Regions from separate parts of the Mus musculus genome. Here regions 2 and 3 are each linked to region 1. Evidence: chromatin contacts called from public HiChIP or PLAC-seq data. All regions are on one chromosome and are shown on one strand. The core of a region is the stretch at or near the end of the contact, and the rest is flanking DNA. Distances in the headings are between cores, read along the strand shown.

What was found. HiChIP or PLAC-seq counts read pairs in DNA pulled down with a chosen protein or histone mark.
Region 2: an H3K4me3 HiChIP or PLAC-seq map of intestinal villus epithelium shows a contact between it and region 1, with 5 read pairs. The contact joins the enhancer-like site here to the promoter of Ist1 in region 1. A contact is called at or near these places in 1 of 484 Hi-C or Micro-C datasets (embryonic stem cells), 4 of 115 datasets of contacts at active chromatin or transcription factors (bone marrow-derived macrophages, embryonic stem cells and intestinal villus epithelium) and 4 of 9 other capture datasets (adipose tissue, liver, macrophages and 1 more).
Region 3: a FOXA1 HiChIP or PLAC-seq map of pancreatic cancer cells shows a contact between it and region 1. The contact joins the enhancer-like site here to the promoter of Ist1 in region 1. A contact is called at or near these places in 2 of 39 promoter capture datasets (the C10 cell line and liver), 2 of 484 Hi-C or Micro-C datasets (the N1E-115 cell line and embryonic stem cells), 3 of 115 datasets of contacts at active chromatin or transcription factors (embryonic stem cells, epiblast stem cells and pancreatic cancer cells) and 1 of 9 other capture datasets (adipose tissue).

The regions. Positions count from the first base shown.
Region 1 is chr8:109,691,676-109,694,766 of GRCm38.p6, forward strand. It overlaps Ist1 (increased sodium tolerance 1 homolog (yeast)), which reads right to left and starts at 1,619. Exons shown (of 10, transcript NM_028018.2): 1 at 1,509-1,619.
Region 2 is chr8:109,889,525-109,892,469 of GRCm38.p6, forward strand. All of the region lies in intron 2 of Phlpp2 (PH domain and leucine rich repeat protein phosphatase 2), which reads left to right. Among named protein-coding and RNA genes, the nearest start is that of Phlpp2, 22 kb to the left of the region's middle. Within about 2 kb of position 1,482, at least 9 of the 459 cell types and tissues checked have an H3K27ac peak or open chromatin away from gene starts, as enhancers often do. A contact at or near this core is called in embryonic stem cells and intestinal villus epithelium, where this site is marked.
Region 3 is chr8:109,944,582-109,947,408 of GRCm38.p6, forward strand. It overlaps Phlpp2 (PH domain and leucine rich repeat protein phosphatase 2), which reads left to right. Exons shown (of 19, transcript NM_001122594.2): 19 at 1-90. Among named protein-coding and RNA genes, the nearest start is that of Marveld3, 16 kb to the right of the region's middle. Within about 2 kb of position 1,385, at least 74 of the 459 cell types and tissues checked have an H3K27ac peak or open chromatin away from gene starts, as enhancers often do. A contact at or near this core is called in pancreatic cancer cells, where this site is marked.

The DNA.
Region 1 (3,091 bases), core at 369-2,868:
GTTGAGAGTGCCAACTTAAGGAAGAAGGAATTTCAAACTTTGATGTGTGTGTGTGCACGTGTGCATATGCATTTGCAAGGGCCACAGTACAAGCGTGGAACAGTTGTGGGTACTCTTTCATGCAAGTACCAAGGATCAACTTATACCAGGCTTGGCCACAAGGGCCTCTAAATGCCTAGCCACCACATGAGCCTTCCTCCTCGTCATTCAATCCAGCTCCTAGCCTACCTGGTGCTTACTTGCAGAGGACCTGGGTTCAATTCTCAACACCCCCACGGTGGCTCACAACGGCCCAATAACTCTAGTTCCAGGGGATCTGAAACCCTCTTTGAACTCCACAGGCACCAAGCACACTCATGATGCAGATATGCCTGGGACCCTAGATAAAGGGTCTAGGCAAAACACCATACACATAAAATAAATATTTAAAGAAAAAAAAAAGGAAACCTCGTTATCAGTAATTTAAGGGTTCCACATGAAATAATTTTCATAGACTACACTTCGTTTTGGGAAGTGTTGGCACTTTAAACCACAAAAGGTTACATATAATTGGGACCTGATCCCGATTAGAGCCTAAATTAAGTGGATCAGAGTCTACTTAAGGACTCTAGAGGCTCGGGTCTTGTTAGAAACCAGAGGCACAAGAAGAAAAAGAGAAAGGCTACGAAAGTAATCAGGGGAAGAAAGCATTGTTTTTATCAAGTGAAAATGTTAAGAAGCCGCGTGACTTAAACACAAGGATGCGGTGAAGTTCCCCCACGAAGGTCAAAAAACCTTGAAGGGTGTGAGATGTTAACAAATGTACCGACTAATATTTTACTAAGCTGGAAAAAGACATGCATATGGAAATGGAAAAGTCTGACTGAAACAATGAAACACAGGTTGATTGTTTGATGGAGGGATTATACTGTTTTGTTCTCGTAAGAACAAAAAAACAAAAACAAAAACAAAAACAAACAAAACCAGAACAAACACCAAGAAGGCACAACAAAAGAAATGACAGTCTCCTCCCGGGAGCCATTCAACAACAACAGACTGTACACAATAAGCCCCCGTAGCCTCCCCCTGACATCAGTCGGCCGCAGCCCTGGTCCGGTCCGCATCCTAGCTCAAGTTCAAGGTCCTGAGGGCCACGCCTGACCCCAGGACCCGGAAGAGGAGCGCTCCCTCGGGCTCTCCTGGTCTGACTCACCCCGCAGCAACCGCGGCGGTGGGGACAAGGCCTCCCTCAGGGTCCCGACCCGACCGCACTGCAGAGGGGTGTCTCCTCAGTGCCCGGCTCATGCCGGGGGCAACAGCGACGCCAGCACCTGTCTAGGCGGTCCCACCTCCTCCCACGGCCGGAGCCCGACCTCAGGCCTGACCCCGACTGCCAGGGCTTCCCCCGCTGACACGGCGCGGACGGCTTGTCCTCACGGTCCTACAGACTAACGCTGGGGTTCCGTAAAAGCGGGACGTAGATGGAAGAGGGAGACAAAGATGCTTAGGTCTAAGGAGGGCACGCTCACCTGGAGGGATCCGGACGTGAAAACGGAAGAAGCCGACTTCCGAGGAGCCGCTCGGCATCCAAAATGGCGACTCCCTCGACCTCCCCACCGCGGACTCGAGCGGAGGAATCCAAGGGGGCGGTGTTAGCCACGCCCTACCTAGCAGGGATTGGCTGCGCACACAACAAGGGGCGGAGCGAGGGACTATTTCCCACGGCGGAGGCGTGGGACCTGACTTGTGACACTTAACGTCACGCAGTGGGTTGAGTCATTTGCTAAGGGCGCGCCTTGCAATTTGCCCCGGGCGCGGCGGGGCGGGTGGAGGCTTCTCCTGGATTCTGTGCCCGGTACCCTTGTTCCAGATTCTTCCAGCCCCTGGAAAAACCGGCTGCAGACTGTCTCGCAAACGCCCGCGGATCCGAGCGGAGTCTGGCTTCCCCACTTAGCTCACCGGTCGGTCGGTCGGTCGGTCGGTCGGTCCTGGGACTCCGACCTCGGAGGGATGGTTGGGCGAGATTCAGCGCTGTGGAGCCGACTTTCCTCCACCGCCTCTCTTTCCACCGACACTGTCCGCCCCGCACCTTCACTAATGTACTCTGCACAGCCTCCACTCTCGCTCTTATTTTGTATCTGTATTCAGAGGCTTTTCTGGGCTTGAAAGCGAGAAAGAGCCTTCCTGTTCTCTGGCTCTTGGCCCTGCTATGAGGCCACAGCTATCAAGACCAAAACTGTGGCTTGTCTTGGGTCAGTGGTAAAACGAGGACTGCAGGTTACTTTGGGAGGATAATATGAATTGAAAATAACTGGCTTGTAACCATGTGCCGCTGTTCAAAGCTCCAGGATACTAGGACCTTAGAATTACACAATATTTGGTTCCCATAAAATGTTCAGATCGTTCCCCCAGCAAAATATTTGCATAGAAAAATTGTAGTTCTGCAATGAGATCATGACATTTGTGGCTAACACTTTCTACACACACAGTCCCAACAACAAAGTACAATGATAGAAAAATTTCCCCTGAAGCACAAATTAGTTTATTGGGCTCATTTACAGACCATAGGTGACAAGTCACTTAACAAGCAAGTGAGTAATCACTCTCCTTCAAATAAGCTTGCACTGGAAAGTATCCAGTAGAAATGAAGGCTTCCTGGCATGGATGGAGCCCACTTCCCTACTGCTCTCCAGCCCACACTCTAGCCCCTCCCCAGGCTACACGTAATTAGGGCGGAAGTACGTTCAACAGCTGGTATCGATTGCAGGCATACCCAGGTGAGGGTTCCAAGACCCTCTTGGCCCCTCCTTCAAATATGATGATCTTTGGGCACAGCTACATTCCTGAAGATGGCTGTTGTTTGGCTCCGATGATAGAAAAGTATCGCAGCACTTAAGGGGCAGGTTGTTCATATTTAAAGTGCCTAGGGACAACCCAACCGAAGGTGCGAATGTGTGTGGACATTGTTTAGATACAGTTTCAAACTAACCAATCCTTTTTTTTTTTCAGATGAATGTCATTAGATAATAAAGGCATACATATCAGATATTGTTATTTTGTATAAAATCTTTTCATGTAAGAAATGCCTATGTGTATAAAGGTAAAATGGCAG
Region 2 (2,945 bases), core at 232-2,731, 200 kb after region 1:
TCTGTATCTCTGTGGCTGATGTCAATGCAGTCTTCAGATCTCCAGCTCCTTTTTCATCTTTGTTGACTGCAGCAAACTTCTTTCTCCTGGGCTGGTTCTACTCCCTGTTAGCAGCTTTTCTCAGCAGATAGCCCACTGATCTGAAATCTCAAAATCTTGGGGTCTCCCAAGGCAACTTCAGTGTCTGGATCCACATATGATCTTGTGGGCTCCTCCCAAGGGCTGGCATCACTTCTCCAGCTTTGTCTTCTGTAGCACTCTAAGCTCAGGTTGATCCACTCCACTGCTGCTGCTGTTCTTGGTGATCCCTCATGGTACTGGCATCTTCAATACACTGGGGTCTTCAGCTGCAACTAGGCTTCACCAATAGCCTCTCATAGGCTCTCTTCATGTTGCCAAGCCTCAAATCCTTTGCATGACCCCTTCAGTCCTAGGCTGTCAACTGCAACTGAGGCTATACCTTTACCAATGGCCTTCTATGACCTCTCACAGTACCAAACCTCAGCTGCTCTCCATGACCCCTTCATGCCTTCAAAACCAGTAACACCTGGGTAACTCTTATACATTACCAAGTATAGTTGCAGCACGAGGTACAACCTTGGCTATCTCTGGAACAAAGCTTCTTTGTGCTCTCAGAAAACACTTCCCAGAAGATTTCACCTCAGTAATGCTGGTCTCTTCTTAATCACCACTAATTTCTTAGTTCCAGCTAACCTGCATCAATTGTCCCAGTAGTCCTTTCTATTCTGGACTCTAAAGCCAGAGAGCCACATGGCCAAAGCTGCCATTTGCTGGGGCTGGAACATGACCCCCTTGCTATATTACATTATCACCAGCCTTCTGTTTTCTAACTGTTTCACTGCCTAAGCTTGGCTGTCCTGGAACTTGCTCTGTAGACTGACTTTGAACTCAGAGATCTGCATGCCTGTCTTCTAAGCACTGGGATTAAAGATGTGGTCCACCAAGCCTAGATTTAAGTTTTTCTTCACCTAGAACTTGCTCTGTTCTAGGCTGGCCTTGAATTCAGAGATCTGCTTGTCTTTGCCTCCAGGGATTAAAGGCTTGTAGTAGCATGCCTTGATCTAAATTTAGCTGGATGGGATCTTGCCCCTAGGTCACTACTCCCTTAATTCAATTTAATATCCTTGAACACAGGATTCAACTCCATTTTCACTTCCTCGTGCCCCTTTAATACTCGAACCATATATTTTGTATTTTTCTTTTCTCAGCTTGCTATGCTTGTTTACAATGTTCTTCATGAAACTTAACCAGAGTACACAGTCTCTGCTGGGCTTTTTTGAGACTTCCTTTGTCAATGCAGTTTAATCTGAGTCTCTTCACCTTAACCTCAGGAGACTCTTCAGACAAGGGCAAAAAGTAACCACATAATACTACAAAAACAGTCTCTAGGCTACATATAGAAATTCTCCACTGAAACCTCTTGGGCGAGGTCTGAAGAATTCAAATCACTCTTACTAACAAAGCCTTCCACATTCCTACTAGGATAACCCATCAAGCAAGCCCCATTTAAAGCATTCCACTGCTTCCCAAATCCAAGGTCCCCAAACTTCCAGACAAAAGTATGGTCAGGTCTATCACAGCAGTACCCCACTCCTGGTACCAATTTCTGTATTAGTTATGGTTTTACTGCTGTGAATAGAACCCATGACCAAGACAAGTCTTATAAAGGACAACATATATTTATGGCTGGCTTTCAGGTTCAGAGCTTCAGTCCTTTCCTCAAGGTGGAAGCATGGCAGCATTCAGGCAGGATGGTGCAGGCAGAGCTGAGAGTTCTACATCTTCATCTGAAGGCTGCTAGTGGAAGATTGGCTTCCACGCAGCTAGGATGAGGGTCTTAAAGCCCGTGTTCACAGTGCCACACCCACTCCAACAGGGCCACACCTTCTAATATTGCCACTCCCTGGGCTGAGCATGTACACAAACCATTACAGTGGCCTGTACTTAAAATTCCAGCTGTTGGGAGATGTAGAGAGCAAGGCCATTGCAAGATTGAGATGAATCCAGACTCCACAGTGAGTTCCAGGGCAGCCAGTTCTCTGTATCTAGGCCTTGTCTCAGAAAACTCTGCTGCCTAAATAAGTACTGATAAAAAGTTTAATACTGTGTGTCTTATGTGCTGTATGTTCTCCTCTGGCCCCCGTGTTAGTAGCAGCAGCAGCAACAACAACTGGTAATTAGAAGACATATTGAGCTGGACATGGTAGGACAGATTTAGAAGTCCACTACTTTGGAGGCTAAGGCACAATTGTCAGGATTTCTATGCTAGCATGGGTTATAACAGCAAGCCCAACAGACAACTAAACTGAGCAGGAGGAAGGCAAGCCCAGGTGTTGGTTTATTTTTGGTGTACCATCTCCTCTTTGGTTCTTATTTTGATGCAGGTGTTTGTATGCAGCTTTTGTAGTGATTACTGTTTTCATTATATATATATATATATATATTTTTTTTTTTTTTTTAATTAAATCCTGTTGTGTCAGTGTACTATAGTTACTCAAATATAAAAGACTAACCTTTATAACTTGTCTTTATAGGTAAGTATGTTATATTTCTTTTTTTTTTTAATTCTTTTTTTAAAAGATTTATTATTATATCTAAGTACACTGTAGCTGTCTTCAGACACTCCAGAAGAGGGTGTCAGATCTCATTACGGATGGTTGTGAGCCCCCATGTGGTTGCTGGGATTTGAACTCAGGACCTTTGGAAGAGCAGTCGGTGCTCTTAACCACTGAGCCATCTCTCCAACCCGTTATATTTCTTTTTTATTTGTTGTTGTATTAGTTTTATTTTATTTTTTTGAATCAATGTCTTATTTTGTAGCTTCGGCTGTCTTGGAACTCTCTATGTAGACCAGGCTAGCCTTGAACTCACAGAGATCTTGTTTCTGCCTCCCAAGAGCTGGGACTAAAGGTGTGCACCACAAT
Region 3 (2,827 bases), core at 135-2,634, 250 kb after region 1:
TAATATGAGCCAGAGCATGTTGCAGCAAATCTATTGTTTGTAAAAAATAATAATAAACAATAAATAAAATAAAATGGGATATCTTTTCCATGCCTGTGCTTTATGAATATTTTATGAGGAAGTGTAATTATATGCATAACTAGGTTATTTACTAAAAATATGTTTAGGACTTTTCTACTTTGGGGGAAAAGAACATGGAAGACCTATTTTCTGACACCATGAAGACAGTGAAAAAAATGCTTGCTTTATTGTTAAGCACCTCATACAGATATACAAGGAAATATGATCATGGCTGCTCCCCACTTTTGCCCTCCAGCTTACCCCTCTCAACCTCATTTTGCTTTATAACTTCCTGTTAGGTCCAGTTACTGCTGCCCATCCTTCGTGGGTGTGGGCCCAGAGCGTGGGAGACCTCCAAAATGAATGATTCTCCCCCCCCCCGCCCCACCCCCGGTATGAAAATAGCGTATATATTTTTTCTGCTAGTCAGCTTTGTGCCCTTATAACAGAGTATCTGACCCAGGCAGTTAGTGAAGAGGGAGATGCTTGTTTCTGGAGTGACGCAGGGAAGAGTGGAGAAGGAAGGGGTCGCCGCTCAGCCAGATAGACCTGGTCAACCCTAGTAACCAATGAGTCATGTTTCTAAGAGCACCAGGCATCTCACGGCCAAGGCTTCTGTGACAGTAGAGAACACAGACCACACCCAATCCATAGCACCGTTTTCTGCTGGAATGGCAACAGAGATGACTCACTAAAGTTTATGGTTGAAGAAATGCACTTAGGAGGTGGAGGCAGGAGGCTCAGAAGTCTGAAGCCAGCCATGGCTTGGGGCGAGTAAGACACAAAAAAAGTCACTATAGGCAGCATAGTTGTCAAATGAGGGCTATTAGCTGAGGAAACCGGTTTATGAGCCGTTAAGTTCCTTAAGTATATCACAGCTGTTGGCACCGCAGGAGTCAGGTAGCTAAGCAACCCTGGGCAGCGTTCTTTCCATGAGGTTAAAGTGGAGCATTAGGACTTTAGACTTGGTGAGTGTTGCTTTCCAAGAGAATTAGCGTCCAGTTAAGCCTCCAGCTTACTGCTCTCTCTGCTCTCACCAAGTGTCTTCTAGTCTGTGGATTTCAAACAAGATCAGCTACCTCTCAGCCCAAGTAAAGGCCGTGTTGAAGTCATCTTTCAGGCTTCCTCTTCATCCGGAATCAACATTTTAAACACTTGGTTTCTTGGCAGCACACTCAGCTCTTTCGGTGTGCCTGCCAGGCAAGCACTGTACCCCCGCTTCTTGATACCTCTGTCCCATGTGATATATGGGCTGAGGTGGCACAAGTGGTCTCAAGTTTGTTTTCCAGTGCCAGTGATATTCCACGGCGTCCTGAAGGCCACAAGGACTTGTCTGTTACTTGTAACACACCTCTATTATGACTCAGAGGGCCGTGGTGGTGGTGGTGGTGGTGTGTGTGTGTTTAAGATCTATTTTTCTTTTTAATTATGGGTGTGTGTGTGTGTGTGTGTGTGCACATGTGCTTGTGGACTCCAGAGGAAGATAGCAGGTCCCCTGGAGGTTTAGTTATAGGAGGTTGTGGGCCACCTGATTGGATGCTGGGAAAAGCATCCTCATAACTGCTAAGCCATCCCTCTATTCTGTGTCCAAGTCTTATCTCCGCTGCTTACAGGTTTTGTGACTGTGGGAAAGTTAACCTGTTTAAAGCAGTTTAACATTGAACAGAAGTCACAGCTTCGGTCATTTGTGCCAAAGTGGTAGATAGGAAGAACTTCTATACCACTGAACAATAATGTTCTGCAGTGAGTCGCTGGTAAGGAACATCAGCCCTTGCCCTTCTTGGACCTTGCCTCCTCATTTGTAGCACACGAATGACAAGTCAGCGTAACCCGACAAATAGTGAATCCCATCGGGTTTGCTAGAGGGTTTCTAGTACTGAACTCTGGACTTGTGGCAGTGTGGTTAGTTTACTCCCTGATGGGTTCTAATCAGAAGAGGAGCTGCCACCCAGGAGCCAACCGGACACAGGGCTGGGGTCACATAGTCAGTCTACCTTATCCAGTGAAAGATCCAAGGTGGGCAGAGATAACAATAGGAACACAGAGAAATCATGAAAACAGTGCCCTGGGGGTGCCAGTCTTTTGTTGAAGGGCACACATGTGATTTTGGCGATTGTCAAAGTTTCTTTGTCACTTATCAAGCCTTAGTGCGGGACACTAATCACTACCAGGCCAAGGGTGACAATAGAGATTTCCCTGATTAATTCTCCCTGAGCTTTGCCTCATTTCTTAAGAATTCCTTCGTTTTTATTTTATGTTTGGATGTTCGCCTGCCTGCCTGCCTGCCTGCGTGTGCATGACCTGTGTGCCTGTGCCCTCAGGCAGGTTGGATCCTTGGAGCCGGAGTTACAGATGGTTGTGAGCTGCCATGTTAGGGGCTGGGAACTGAACCTAGAGTCCTCTGCAAGAGCAGTAAATGGCTCTCGACCAGCTAGCCATCTCTCTCCAGCCCCTGTTTTCCGATTTCTACATGGGGTGTGAGTGCAGATGTCAGGGTGTAAGCTTGGAGAACAGCCTGAGGGAGTCCATTCTTTCTCCACCATGTGGGCCCCAGGGGTCAGACTCAGGCCATTTATCTGGCTTGGCAGCAGGCACCTTCGCCTGCTGAGCCATCCCTCTGGCCATCAAGGACTTGTATTTTAAAAGAGAAAAATCAAAAGTTAATTCCAATGGCATAACCTTCCTCCCCACAAATGTACATGGCACAGCTAGTGGAAAATATTTTCCTCTGGCCACTGGGAGTTACTCATTTGAACCCAGCCCCACA